Linked DNA regions of Sus scrofa: region 2 is linked to region 1. A link is a contact called in public HiChIP or PLAC-seq data. All regions are on one chromosome and are shown on one strand. Each heading gives the region's core, a stretch centred on a gene start, on an enhancer-like site or on the middle of the called end of the contact. The rest is flanking DNA. Distances are from core to core; before and after follow the strand shown. Region 1 overlaps ZDHHC14 (probable palmitoyltransferase ZDHHC14). Region 2 holds the start of TMEM242 (transmembrane protein 242).

Evidence for each region. HiChIP or PLAC-seq counts read pairs in DNA pulled down with a chosen protein or histone mark.
Region 2: a contact with region 1 is called in an H3K27ac HiChIP or PLAC-seq map of skeletal muscle, with 11 times the contacts expected there. The contact joins the promoter of TMEM242 here to the enhancer-like site in region 1. A contact is called at or near these places in 3 of 5 promoter capture datasets (fetal liver, fetal skeletal muscle and liver), 22 of 47 Hi-C or Micro-C datasets (adipocytes, alveolar macrophages, blood and 13 more) and 2 of 2 datasets of contacts at active chromatin or transcription factors (alveolar macrophages and skeletal muscle).

Annotation. Positions count from the first base shown.
Region 1 is chr1:9,356,876-9,364,426 of Sscrofa11.1, forward strand. The region is part of intron 8 of ZDHHC14 (probable palmitoyltransferase ZDHHC14); the gene reads right to left. Among named protein-coding and RNA genes, the nearest start is that of SNX9, 120 kb to the left of the region's middle. Within about 2 kb of position 2,711, at least 1 of the 83 cell types and tissues checked has an H3K27ac peak or open chromatin away from gene starts, as enhancers often do. A contact at or near this core is called in skeletal muscle, where this site is marked.
Region 2 is chr1:9,663,364-9,670,914 of Sscrofa11.1, forward strand. TMEM242 (transmembrane protein 242) reads left to right here and starts at 4,541. Exons shown (of 4, transcript NM_001185165.1): 1 at 4,541-4,653; 2 at 5,139-5,239. The coding sequence starts at 4,566. It overlaps LOC110259913 (a long non-coding RNA gene), which reads left to right and starts at 3,134. Exons shown (of 3, transcript XR_002342395.1): 1 at 3,134-3,324; 2 at 3,430-3,485; 3 at 4,115-4,260. LOC110259916 (a long non-coding RNA gene) reads right to left here and starts at 2,803. Exons shown (of 2, transcript XR_002342397.1): 1 at 2,508-2,803; 2 at 1,993-2,271.

The DNA.
Region 1 (7,551 bases), core at 1,461-3,960:
CTCCCCCAGTTCACCCTGTGGCGAGACGTGTATCAGTGAGCACATCGCTGGGACCAGGAACCTCAGGGTCTAATCCTGCTGCCACCCAGAACTTTGAAAACAGTTGCCCACATTCAAACTGATTTCTATTCAGAAGACCAAGCCCATCTGAGGGTGCTCAGGAACCAGGCTTTCTTCCACAGGATATGGTCTGTGTAAATGTCCTATTGTTTCATAACAGGACACGAAAATGGGTTCTAACCATGGAGCAGGCAAGGGTTCTACCCAGTGGAATCTGTAAGGCTCATGATATTAAATTTGCATGATTTTAACTTCTCAGAAGAAACTCAATGGCTGAGATTATCTGATTTAAAGAAAAGGCAGCCTTTCCCTCATCTTGCATGCTGCCAAAATTCCGAGGAGGACGGATGGATCAAACACCACAATCCCCATATGGGAACTTCGAGGATATTTTCAGGGTTATTGTGAAGACGACCCATGAAGAAAATGTCCTTACGCCTCTGCCTTTCTGCCTTTTGCTTCTAATTTTATGTGCTCGGGTCTTGTTGGTTTTCCTCCTTTGTGTTCTCCCTCTCTGGCCTCGTCAGTTCTCTCCTCACTCCCTCTCACCCTGTCTTTCGTCAGCTTCCCTCCCACGCCTCCTTTCCCCCTCTTTCCTCTTCCTCCTCTCCTTTTCCTCCTGCCTCTCTCTTAACTTTGACCTTTTTATGCCACCAACCCGCCCTCTGGGCTGTTCACTTGAGGACTCTTCTTTTCAACCAGTAGGGGGAGACCTTACTGCTCACTTTTTTCTCTCAGAGCTTGGTAGCAGGGCTTCCATGCCAGCAAGAAATTCAAGAAGCCTTGGGGTGTATATTTCAATGTATCTAACCATTTATAGAATCTTAAGGAGAGGCAACCAAGCAGCTGGATATTAGACAGTGAAAATCCACCCCTTTGAAGAGGGAATTGAGAAACTCCTGTTTTCATGCCAAAACACTTCACAGGTTCATGTTTATCAAATATGAGGTTGAACCATAGGAAATGGCCCTTTTTTAGGCCAGAAATCATCCCAATGCTGACGACTGATAGAAAAGAACTGTGAGTGCTTGTAGGGATGTCAATGGACAGGTCCTTCTGCTGGCAGCATAAAAGGAATCCTGTCTGGAGTGCTGGAGCTTTTGCTGCGGTTGCAGTAAGTCAGAGACAGCTGGCTGATTTACTGCCCAAATGAAGCACTGGCATTTAACTTGCAGAGAAGTTTATGGTGTCAGACGTTTGGATGTTACACACATTATCACTTAATGTTACAATTTAAAAATACCATAAGAGATAAGTTATTTTTGTTTCTACAGATTTTCAAAGAAAATTGCTCATGTTGGAATGTATTTTATTTTCTCTAGCTGACTTCTTATCTGAAATGAACCTAGTGTACAGATTAAATGCAGCTAAAACCAAAGCAAGGTGTTTTCTAGAGGGTCTTGTACACAAATAAGAATGAATGCAATGATTTACTCCTTTTGCCCCAGTTCTGTCAAAAGTGTTGGCACTGGGCATCAGTTATTTCTGTTTGGCTGTGAAGCTTGGTTCTGGGTTCTTACGAATGCTCATTTTCTATAATGAAAACACTATAAATTTCTAAAATCTACCTAAACTGTAGGTTAGGAGGAATGCTTCCTTTGTATTCTTTTGTTTTACATTATTGTTTATGTTTGTTCAAGTTATTTGTTCTATTATATTTGATTTTTTAGACTACGCAAAGCAATATCTGTGAAACTAATAAATAATGCGACTGCTAGGTTTAATCTTGTTTTGATATTGGATTAAGGGGATTTAAAATGAGGTTAAGTAAATATAGCAAATGTTTTTGGTTTTTTTTAAAATCCAGCAATTATGTACTATGTTACTATCTCTGTGTTCAGCATGTGATCCCAAAGGATCTTTGTAGCTATAAGTGCCAGATTTAAATAAACTATTACTCCAACGTCATACAGAACTTAAATTATCTGACAATCAAATGAGATATGTACACTAAAAACTGGACCATAACTGGATGTCATGACAGTGCATACACATATTGCCATGGAAAGAACGTCAACATAAGGTAATCATAAAACTAACAGCAGGGGAAAATAGGAATAATGAAAATAGGATCTTCAGTTGGCACTGGGGTTATGTGTATGTACTTCCAGCATGGCTCCTCAGAATTTCATAGGTGTTCATATGACAACAGCTGTACTGCGGTCACATGCATCATTTCAACACTTTAGATGTCATTTCATTACTTTTCTAAAATTTCCTTCCTTGGAAACTGTAACAGAGGGAAGATCAGGTAGGTACTAAATATCCATCCCCATCGTCCAATTATGTGAGATGGTAAGTTAATAGCGAATTTTCCCATTTTTGAGAAAATAAGTAAGACCTCAGTGGGTACTTTGATGATGGCTATCTGTCAATGTTTACCTAATTTTTCTGTGCTGTAATATCAATGTTTATCTAAGACTTAAAGCCTTTACCTCTAATTTCTAAAATAATGCAATTTCCCTGGGAGCAATCTTCCTATCATTTGAGAAATGACTCTCTGATCTAGACTCTAAAATAATATCACAGACAAAAATCTGGCCCAAGATACATAGAATCGCTTTCTCTCCAGCCTTTCCTTCCTCTGCAAATGAACATGCCAAGTCTAGTGCTAAGTATAAAGTCTCCAACTGCTCCTCCTTCAATGTGAGCACTAGAAACACTTTTAGGTCAGAGGAATCATGTTCCATGGCTTATTCAGTATTTACTGTTGGTAGAGAAGGTAACAAAAATGTTTTTCTGGGGAATATGGCAATGTTGGCTGCAAAGAGTGCTCTAATCATAGAGACAAGGCTTCTATTCCCAAGAATGGTAGAAAACCTCTACTGAACTACTCCTTCTGTATACTGGGGGAATATGTATAGAAGTATATAAAACTGCCCAAAATATGTGAAACAAACCACTTCCAACAGTGCACAACAGACAATGCAAGGCTGCAATCCTGAGAGAAGGGAAACTCACAGGGTGAGCCCCACAGTCAACCAGCCCTTTCCTTGGGGGGAATTTCCTGACCATGATATAGGCTAGGGTCTGAACAATGCCAATAACTTCTACTGAGTACAGAAAGCAGAGATAAGAGGGTAAGGAAGCTTAAGTGGCTGAATCTGTATTAGCCATTAGCTGAAGTGCCTATTAAACGAGGATCAACACTCTTCAGGAGATAACAAAATCTAGTCTCTACTATATATTATCCAAAATGTAGTCAATTAAATATCAATAGATGTAAAAATAGATAGAAAAAAATGTAACCTAGCATTAAGAAAAAAAGTGGTGGACAGACACCAAAGCCAAGACAGCCCAGATATACTTAGCAGATAAAGACTTTAAGCAGATAAAGACTTAGCAGATAAGACTTTAAGCATTACAATAATGTTCAAATATTATAGAAAAATATAGCTGCAATACGTAAATAGATGGGGAATCTCAGTAGAGAACTAAAACTCAGCAGAGAAATTAAAAGAACCAAATGAAAATTCCAAAACTAAAAAATGTAACAATCAAAGTGAAAAACTCTCTGGATGAGCTTAACAGTATACTGGAGAAGGCAGAAGAAAAAGTGAACATGAAGACAGATCAAAAGAAATGATCCACTTTGAAGAACTGAGAGAGAAAGTTTAAAGAAAAATGTACAGTCTCAGGGACTTATCCTCTGGGGCAATATCAAATGGTTTAACACATGAGTAACAGGAGTTCTGGGAAAAGAGAAAATTAGATGAAGCAAAAAAAAGAAAAAAGAAAAAAAAAGATATAATGGCCAAAATGCCCCAATTTGATGGAAAAAAAAATGATAACTTTCAGATCCAAGAAACTGAATCAATTCTGAGCAGTTTAATGGTAGAGGTCACCTTTGGATTTGGTCAATAATTCACTTGAGTACTGATGTTTCCACCTGGACAAACCTTTAACCCTAAAGTGCTATAGAATGGTTTGGGCCTAGGGGAGCAATTGAAGAGAAAAAAAAGAGTTAACTCATCATTAGTTAACACTTTAATATTTGTAACCGAGCAGAAACTGAAGCTTCATAGATATCTGCTTGGTCCAGCTGCAGGTTAGATCATGGAGAGGTTATTTTCAGTTCCACAGCCTGGTTCTGTGACCCACCATGGCAAATCAATCATCTTTCTGCACAGAAGGCCCAGGTGGTGTGACTTCCTCAGCCTGGGCGGAGCCTGCATGCCACTCTACTCCCTAAGAAGACCTTCCCACCAGGCTAAGAAAAGCACTTTCCTTAGAGTCAGACTGCCAAGGACAAAATCTCCGCTCAGTCACTGGTTAGCTTTGTCACAAACTTAGCATCCCTGAATCTCAGTCTCCTCAATGGTGCAATTAGAATACCCACATCAGGTGATTTTATGAGGATTAAATGAGATAATGATGTAGCCCAGGGCCTGGCATGTGGTGGTCAATCTCTCTCTCTCTCCCTCTTTCATTTAACTGACACTTACTGAAACCAACACTTACTGAATTAGTCGAGATAACGGGGATATAGTGCTGAACAAATAGCATCAAACACTCAGTTATTATTATTATTATTGCCTGAAATGCTTTTAATAGAGAGTAAAGTATTTCACTCACAACTAAAATTCATATATCCATGGAATTTGGCTTAAATTTCCTTTAAGGCATAGGTGAGTCCTACCAGATCTTTTCCTAAGAGTCAGTTTTGATAGGGAGACGGGATATTCACAAACCTTCCACTGAACGTTTCACCAGCCCGACTCCGTGCCAGACCCTTTGTTATGAAGTGGTGAAGGAAGGGATCTGAACACCATTACCTGCTTCTGGATTATTTTGCAGTTGAGGCCCTTGAAGCTCTTTGGATTAAGTGACTTGGGAGATCACACAGCCTCGCGTCAGAGCTGGCCCAGGCACTCTGACCCCACGTCCTGCGCCCTCTGCCTTTCCCTGCTATGTTCAGTTCTTATATCTGTCCATTTGCAAAGCTTTTCCTTCCATTATCTTTAAGAATTCCCTTACTCTATTATCCTCACTAGGATCCAATTTGACTTGATTTGACCTGGTGGGGGCAGAACTGGCAGGGGTAGATGGAGAGAAAGTTAGCAAAAGCTCATAAATGCTGATTTCAAAGAAGAATCTTCCAGCATGTGAGATGAAATCGGATTAATATCTCAGATGACAAACATAAGCAGGTCTTATTGTTTTTTTTTTTTAAATGACAGATGGACTGATACTTCTACAATAACTAATAAAACTGATGCTCATCTCTCCTATTTCAAAGTGAATTTCTACCAACCATGTCATTCCTTTCTAAGTGTGCGGAGATTTCTACATAGCTTCTTACAGGGCACTTCCCATATGCCCAGGAGTCCAAGGGTACCCCAATTCCACATACTTAAATCAGCGTCTCCCTCCAGGCACCTCTTTTTGCATTTCCTCTTGGTGATTTGTATGGTCATCTTGTCACCAAGCCGAAAGGCAGGAGGCATTCCTGCCCCCGCCCCACCCCCGCCCCCTCCCCCGGCTTCCACATGGTCTCCATCTCCAAGCCTTGGACTGTGGTCGCCTCGTTTCTGAGCCCATGTCTGCCATTCTGGCCAGCCCCTCTGTCACCAGGCCTGCTGTGAGTGCCTTCGGCTGCTCTTCCCGCCTCCACGCCTGCATGCCTCTCTCCACGCCCACGCCGCCTCCTGAGCCTCCTCCACTGCTGCCAGCCTCATTCACCCTGAAGGAAATCAGGTGGCCTGACTCATCCATCTGAGCCTCTGCAATGGCTCATGTCACGTACGGGGCAAAATCCACGCTGGTTATAAAGCACCCAAAGCCCTTCATGGGCTTCCTCTCCTTCCTTAGTTCCTCCAGTGCCTGCTGTGCAAGTGACACTCCAGTGACAGTTCTCACTCTTGCACAGGCGTCCAGTTTCACCCCTACCCCCACCCTCACAGGCACACCTGCGTTTGCTCTGCTGGAAGAGCCCTTCCACCTTTGGGTGGCTAATTCACTGTAACTTAAATATTCTAATACTTAGCTCAGATGGCTCTCCTCCAGGAAGCTTTGCCTGAAACCTGAGTACACCTTTTTGGAGTTCCTACAGCCCCGGCCTTGCACATCCTAGAACATTCTGTAGGAATCCTCCACACACCTCGGTCTCTGAATAGATCACGTCTTAGTTGAGCCAAATGGATCTAAGGTTTTTCAGGATCAAAGAAACTCTCTTTGTGTCAAAGCAAAATACAGCTCAAAATTTTCATCCAAAATTTTGGAGATTGCAAAAGAATTTGGAGACCATGGTAACAGTTGCCAAAGCTGCTGATGGTTAAAATTGTTTGTGGGACCAATGTGGGGGGCCCCACCCAGGGATTTGGGCTTAAGTGGGCTCAGGACATCAGTACTGTGATTCTAATGTGCATTCAAGGCCAAGGCCCACTGGATGGGAGTGAACTCAACTCCCAGATAGAAGGGCCAGATTGGAGGATGTTCAGCTGACACCAACTTGAAGCCTTTTAAAATTGAAATACGGCATGCAGTGGAAAGCACTCAGGCCTTAAATCCCGAATTGTGTGACTCGTGTCTTAAAACCTCAGCTCCATCCTTTGGAAAATGGGGATCTCTTGCAGGTTGTTGTGGGGATTAGCCGAGATGACCCTTGTACTAAGAGCATCAAGATTACCAACACTCTGCCAACTGCACGGCGTGACAGACGCCAGCAGAGATCCACTTGACCACAGGACAATTCTACATTAAATGAACTGGTCCCGTGATTAGAACTGCCTGAAAGTCACCTTGTGATTGTGACAAATTCAGTATGAAAGGATTTGTGCATTTGTTTTCACATCTGTCCAACTGGGGTTGGAATGCAAGAACTTTTTTTTTTATTGTTGTGATCTCAAACAATATGTAAAGAGTGATATCAATCAATCAATCAGGAGGGAGATGGTGGACTGCTTGGCAAAGCACAGAGCAACTGCTCTTAGAGGTGACGCAGGCTTTCAAAGAAGCAGAGGTGGATGGCCCAGGTGTCTACTGCTGCATCAGAGGCTAGAAAACCAGAAAGGTTTGGGGTTCCTTCTGGCCAGGCATGGCTGATCATGATGTGCTGGCTTATTTGGTCTTGGTTGGGACATCTATAAAGGGCAGCCTAAGCAAGTCAAAGGAAAGGAATATGACAATGGATCAGTTGCATTGTGAGATTTGAAGTATTTTGGTCCATTTCTCCCATGTTAACAATTTTTGGAAACAGCTTGGCAAGTGTATTTCTCTTGGCCTTAACATTCTCAAAAGCAGAGAGGGCAAAGCAGATAGTGCTGGACCCGAAGTCCACACTGGAGGTCGCTGTGCCAGGGGCTCCTCGCTAGCTCAGTGAGGGAGTTACCCGAACTCCGGAGAACTTAGAAAAGCATCAACACCCACTCCCCGCTTCTGGGCTGTGTCCTTCACTCTCACCAGGCCTCTGGCTCCTTCCCTTTCCCTTCACTTTCACACAACACTCTAATTTTCTTTTTCTTTCTTTCTTTTTTTTTAACTTTTTCAGTC
Region 2 (7,551 bases), core at 3,291-5,790, 310 kb after region 1:
CCGATTTCCACCCAGAAATGCTCCGTCTTGCTCTTTTGGAATTAGTGTCCTTGTCCCCCAAGACTCTGTGCTCCAAATGTTTGCACCTCTCCTATGGGAGCCGGTATCATGCAGTCCCATAGAAACCAGTCCAGGTGAGATTTCAGGGTTCCTAGGACAGACCAGTTCATCAGATTGCACCTGAAATACCTGTGTGCACTATAGAAATACAAGAACTCGGGCAACGTTGTCTTTAAAATACATTTTGTTTAAGCATTTTAACTCGGGATGCTTGGAATGTGGTTCTAATCTCTGGGCCAGCGACTGTCCATCCTTGCATCAGCCATGTTTCCTAGGGTCTGGACTCACCATGTCCCAGGACCTAGGACAGAGCAAGGCACAGGAGGCTGGGGCCAGTGAGGCCTGGGTTGTAACCCTCTTCACAAGCTCGCCTTGTCCAAGTAGCTCTCAGTCCCTCCACTCCAAGGTGTGCATCTGACACGGAGCCTCAAAATGCAAATTGCTCACCCCAGGCAAAGATTACCCACTGGTTTGCTTTCATTGTCTCTATTGCCCTCTGTTTACTGGGAAAGTGAGCTTTCATGTAGGAAGGAGGAAAGTTGTCCTGTATTGGGGAAGTTAGAAAGATGGTAGAAGTTTGTGACCGAAATCCTCAGGAACAAAAGCAGGTAAGTGTCCAGCAGAGTTTGTAGTTATTGCCTCTAAATTGGGGCAGGCTCCAGATGCCAGGAGGCTGCCGTTTCCCTAGATTTAAAGACATTTTCTCTCTCTTCTGTTCCTACAGAAAATAGTAATATAATCCTTAAAATAAATTTTAAAAACCTGTGCTTTTTTGGCGGGAACAGCAAAAAGGCGGAGCATTGAGGAGCCAGCACTGTTCCTCTCTAAACAGTCTTGAGAGAACAGGATTCCAGATGTTAAAACGGATGATGTGGATTTAAGAGGTGGGAACTGCGAGGCAGAGAGAAGACGGTCTCCAAGTGGAACCCGCAGCATCGGCATCACCTGGGAGCTCCTTAGATTCACACGTACTCAAAACCCACCCCAGCCCTCCTGAATCAAAAACTCTGGCCATGGGGACCAGCAATGTGTGGTCAGAAACCCCTTCCAGGTGAGTCTACCAGTCAAGCTCAAGTTTGAGGACCCACTTGGCGGTGGACTTGACACAGCTGCTTTTAATTCCTGGCTCTGCTACTTAACAGCTGTATGAGTTAAGCAAGTTAGTTTCTCAGAGTTTATGGTGTCGACTGAAAAGACACACCTAAAAGCCAAATTATGTTTCACTTGAGGACCTTCCTGAGGACTGTAGCCTAAGAATCAACCTCTAAGATAGCTCCGAGCAGCAACTGTTCCAAAGAGGGAGAGGAGGAGCCAGGATATATAGGAGTTTTTGCTGGGGGGGGGGACCAGAAAACACGTGGTCGAACATCAAAAGATTACTGCTCATCACAAACCAACCCAGACATCTCAAGGTAATTACTTTAGTGCTTTTCTTTTTATGGGAAGATGCAAGAGTCTGGGCTCATTGAAATTATTCCTTTGATATGCAATTTAGCTCTCTAGGGCCAGTATGCTGTTTCTTTCCATCCTGAATTCCCCTCAGGGGGCAGCGTTGGGGTGACTGCAGTGGCTGATGGCTTAATGGGAGGTAACATTCATTGTTGACCAGAATGGCAGACAACATTCTTTATTTACTGAAATGGCAGGCAATATTTTTTTCCCCGGTCCGAGATGGAGAAGATTAAATTAGATAATCTGTTTGAAGCCCTTAGGGCAATGCTAGACACAGAAAGCACTCAATAAATGTTAGCTGCTAAGGCCACCTTTATGTAATGGGGGAAGGATAAGTCTCAGGACTTTCAACACATTAGCACAGCATTTGCCAATTAAAAGGGCTCTTTCACATTCTGACATTGTGCTTCTGTTGCCGAATCTCAGCTGCCGAATCTCAGCTGCCCCAGGACAAATATAAAAGTGGAGGAAGAGTTGGAGGAAAGGGAAAAAGTAGCTTTAATTGCCAGACAAAGAGGGGAACCCAGCAGGCTAGAGCCTCCAGGACTGGGCCTCCCCTCTGAGGTACAGGTAGTGAGGAGTCTTAGAGTGTTTGAGGAGCAGGGCGTGATCAGCTCATGGGCATTTTCCTGATTGGTTGGTTTGTGGTGAGGTCACTGGGAGTCAGCGTCATCAACCTTCTGGTTCCAACCCGTCTGGGGTCTCCGTGCTGTGGACAGCATCCAGGTGACTTCTTCCAGCCGGTGGGGGCTTCAGCACCTGCAAAACAGCTCCAAGGACATGGCTCAGAATATTATCTAGAGGCTTTGAAGAAGAGCTAACTAAAGGTCCTTGACTTTGTTGACCAGCTGAACTATCCTTATTCTGAATTGCTTCACTCTTCTCACTTCTCTGATTAAACTGATTCTTTGAAGTTTTTCTATAGAGAAAAAGGCAGGTGGAGGACGTGAGTGGGGGCCACTCTGGGAAGGCCTCCCAGGGTCCTGCTCAGTTACCTTCAAAGGATCCGAAGTTAAATGAATGCTATGTGATTTCTCCCACACAGAAATTTGAACAGAGCAGTAGTGCTCAACCTGGCTGATCAGCAGAAGCCCTGTGTAGCTCTTTAACTGTGCTGCCTGGCCCTTTGAAGTTGTCATCTCTAGTGGTAGGCCCTGGGTATCTATAATTTTAAAAAATCTCTGAAAGCAATTTTGCAAAACGGATACTGGAATCTAAGGGGGCAATAGCTAGAGCTAAGTTGTCCTGAGTGTTTGTGCCAGGCACTAGGCTAACACCTTTACCTAATTTAATTAAATTCTTACCTGATTTTGATAGGGATAGAGTAGGTACAGGTGGTTGTAGAAGTCCCAATAGGGGATCATGGATTAAGAGGGAGACTGGGGGATGTTGGGAGACTGAAAGTTCAGGAAGGCCATCAGAATGAGGCAGCCTTGCTTCACCAGTGGAGGTGCGAGAATTGCCTCATGTCATTGGGTGGGGAATGGGATGAGGCCTGCTTTCAGATTCAGACCAAGGGCAAGAGTTTGAAAATCCGCCCTTCAGCTGATTTGAATACACACCTTACCGGATACTAAGGAGGAGCTACTACTCCTGGAAAGGAAGAGGCGGGCCTTTCCAATCCCCACGCCCCTTGGATGATAAAACCGTGGCCCACCGGATCATCCTGGGGCAAAGCTTCCTCTCCTGCCGGCCAGCTTTTCTCAGAAATGTCCCATCCTAACCTGTTCCTTGCCTATCACTTTGTTTCTGGCTGCATTCCTTTTGCACAGAGGCATAAAGAACTTGAGCCTTGGTGAGTCCAGACACAGGGTGAGTAACTTGAATTTAAAACTGTGGGTTCAAGTCCCAATCTGGGTTTTGACTGGGTTCAGGCCGTTAGTGCTGTCAGTTTCAATTTCATTTAATTCTCAACAGCAGCACCACGAAGAAGCTACTACCCGTGTCTTTATTTTGCAGATGAGGAAACTGAGGTAAGTAAGCCTAATAAAACTATCACATTCACATAGCTGATCAATGGTTTAGGACCTGAGCCCAGGTTTGGGCTATTAACTGCGTTTTAACTGATGCGTTCATTGACTCATTCACCCAAAATTAATTTATTAGGGATGACCTGAGGTAATACCCGAGAGCGGGGGTATGTGAATAAAGATCTCCATCCCCGTGCTCAAGAAGTTCATGGCTTTTGTTGTTGTCGTTCAGAATGAACAAGAATCGCCCAGATTGCCTCATTTTAAAAGATAGATATCTTTACACAAGATACTACCAGCCTCCTCCTCTCAATGGCCATTTACAGAATCCACCACCGTTTGCAATGCAGCCTCCCGGTCTGAAGGTGGGCGTCTGCCCATCTCCAGTGTTGAGAGATGCTGGGGCAGCCTTCAGGTTCCGTGTTAGCAACTTCTTAGGGTGAACCTCTGCTCTCCTGGCTGGGGTTGTGCCATTCTCTTCCAGTTCAGCACGCTAGCCATTCAGTCCCCTGGGTAGGCTAATCAGTAAGGCCGTGGGGTAGGAATCCCATCAACACAGAGCTGATAGGCTGGCAGTTTTCCTGGGATAAAACCTGTCGCTTACACCTAAACTGACAACTGATACCAAACAGCCCAGCCAAGCAAACAGGACAGACAGGCCTACGTTTTAGAATTGTGAAATGTTAACGCTGGCCAAATCCCTGGATCTGGAAACTAAGCTGTGGAGTCTCTAACCTGGCTGGGACTGGGCTCCTGCCATCTGCGACCCCTCACTGCCTCCTAGAGTCAGAGCTGCGCAACGTTTCAAGAAAACGGCACTAAAGTGCAGCAATCATCACCCTGGAGCAAGCAAAGAACCGTCCTTGGTTGATGGCCTCGGAGGGCGCCGCCCCCGGAGCGCAAAGCCACCGCACCTTCTCCAGTGCGCAGGGGAGGAGAGAAGGTTTGGAGGTAGAGGTCGCTCTCCGGATCGGTATTCAGGTTGCACAGAGAAGGGCGGCAGCGGAACCTTTCTCCTCTGCCTCCCTCTCGCTTCCACCCGGGTCCAGTTGGGGCCGGACGCAGTGGTGGGGGCTTGTAAACATGGAGTCACAGGGCGCTGGGACTGCGGAGTCGTCCTCTCGATTGGAGGCTCCGGCACCCACTGACGACCGGCTTTTCCTGGTTAAAGGTGTGGTGAGGTGCAGGTGTTGGGGTGAACTCACTCGGGGCCGTAGCTTGCACTGGTGCGGGCATTCCCACGCACACTTCGCTTGGGTGCCCCCCAGAGTTTAGCGATGCGTTGGGGTCTGGTCCCGGGAGAGCTCTCGTGTGTGCTGCATTTACCCCATTCCCTCTGCAGTTTCTCTCTTGCCCTTCCTTTTCTAACTCCCACTATCGGTTTTTCCTCCCTGGGAGCAATTTCACGGAGCTGTCCCCGGAAAGAGGAGAGGGGACTCTGTGCCTATTCTTTGCTCTTGAACAGATATCTTGGAATGGCCTCAGAAACCAGAGGTCATGGGGTTACACAGCCGTTGTCACTTATCTTTGACAAGAGCTACTTAGCTATCGGTTCTCTAAATTTCAAAAGTGGTTTTAAATAGTGTCTGACACTGAACTTGTGCACATCATTTTAACTTCAGAGTTTTTTCTTTTCCTGCCCTACCCCTCTGGCAGGTGGAATTTTCCTTGGTACTGTTGCTGCAGCGGGAATGCTAGCTGGATTTGTTACAACATTATCGTTGGCTAAAAAGAAAAGTCCTGAATGGTTCAATAAGGTTTGTGACACCAAAATCCGTTCATAGCATTATTATTTATAGGTCAATGTCAGCTGTTTTGCATAGCAAAAGTAAAGACATAGCAAAAGTAAAGAAAGTGTTGATGGCCTTTCATATTACTTTAAGAAGTAAGCCAATATGCACCTCATAGATTCAAGACGTGTGCAAATTAGTCAACTGTCTTTATTTTGATTTCAAAAGAAGTACTAAATTATGTGCTTTTTAAACTTTTAGCACCACTTAAAAAAAAAAAGCCAGTTAAATTTTTGAGACAGCGCTGCAAGAGGTACTTCTGTCTCAGACATGTTAGAATGTTGAAATAAAGTGCATGTTAGTATCCATGAAGAACATAGGTCGGCTCCTTGAACCCAGTGACCTTGCTCCATAGAATATTGCCTGGCACATAGTAAGTAGGTGCTCAATAAGTTTTGGTTGAATGACTATAATACAGTGAAACTATTTTCTAATACCTCTTATGCTTAAAGACATAGGTGCCTCTCCTCTTCTGCCTGTTCTTAGCAAGGATTAATCTGCTATTCACAGGTGTAGGGACTATGGAGAACAAAGTATTAAGTTTGTCAGAAGACTTTATGATTCTATAATCCTGTGGGATTCCAACATAAATAAATTTGTAGTATGAAAGTAGCTTAGAAACAAACCTCTCTATATGTAAGTTTCTCAAATAAGTTGGGAGAAGGATTAATCCATAGAGTGGTGCCAGGGCAGTTGCTAAGCTATCAGGGAAGTAAACTCTAGTTAGTTACCAGCTCCCATTAAAACTAAGTACCAGGGAATTCCCGTTGTAGCTCAGTGGGTTAGGAACCTGATTAGTATCCACGAGGATGCGGGTTCAAAGGATGTGGCATTGCTGTGGCTGTGATTTAGGCCGGCATTTGCAGCTACAATTCAACCCCTAGCCTGGGAACTTCCATATGCTGCAGGTGTGACCCTAAAGAGCAAAAACAAAACAAAAGTACCAGATGAACTCAAAAGTTAAGGGTGAAAACAAAATGCAGCTAGAAGAAAAGAGAAATTGACTGTGACTTTTGGGTGAGGGAAGTTTTAGCAAGCTTAAAAGCATTAAAATGCATCTTTGACCAAAAACAAACAAAAAGCAAAATAAGAGGATAAAAGGAAGCCAAACTAGGGAAATACGATAGCCCATATGACAGATATACAGCTTCAAAGAATATTAATATATGATTAATGTACAAATCAGAAAACTTTATTTTTTTTAATTTTTAATTTTTTGCTTTTTTTTTTTTTTAAGGGCTGCATCTGTGGCATATGGGAGTTCCCAGGCTAGAGGGAGAGGTAGAATTGGAGTTGCAGCTGCCAGTCTATGCCACAGCCACAGCAAGATCCAGATTGGAGCCACATCTGTGACCTACACCGCAGCTCACAACAATGCCAGATCATAACCCACCGGGCAGGGCCAGGGATTGATCTTGCATCCTCATGGACACTAGTTGGGTTTGTAACCTGCTGAGCCCCAACAGGAACTCCCAGAAAACTGTAAAAGGCCAAATAACATGAATATGCAATTCAAAAGGCTCATAACTTAGACAAGTACTCATTCTCTGTAACAATATAAATGTAAGTAATTTGTATGTAATTTTTAAAGGTTTCCTTTTTGAGTTTTTGTACTAATACCATTTAATATTGGCTAACTCGAAGCGGTCCTCATAAAACAGCATTGTAACTTAGTACAGCCTTTTTAAAAACACTTTCTTTTTTTTAATTTATTTTATTTTTTTATTATTTATTTATTTTGTCTTTTTGCTATTTCTTGGGCCGCTCCCGAGGCATATGGAGGTTCCCAGGCTTAGGGGTCTAATTGAAGCTGTAGCCACTGGCCTACGCCAGAGCCACAGCAACGCGGGATCCGAGCCACGTCTGCAACCTACACCACAGCTCATGACAATGCCGGATCCTTAACCCACTGAGCAAGGGCAGGGACCGAACCCGCAACCTCATGGTTCCTAGTTGGATTCGTTAACCACTGTGCCACGACGGGAACTCCTAAAAACACTTTCTAGTGTGTATCAGCATATAAAATCCAAGCCGCATCTGTGACGTATACCAGGGCTTGCATTAATGCCAGATCCTTAACCCACTGAGTGAGGTCAGGGATTGAACCCGCATCCTCATGAATACTAGTTAGGTTCTTAACCTGCTGAGCCACAACAGGTACTCCTAATTTTTTGTCAAGTATGGTAGTATTTTACAGATGTAGATTTTTACCTTAATATTATGTCTTGAAATCAGAAGGAGCGTCACTGTTTATTTTCTAGTTTCTTATTAATATTTGC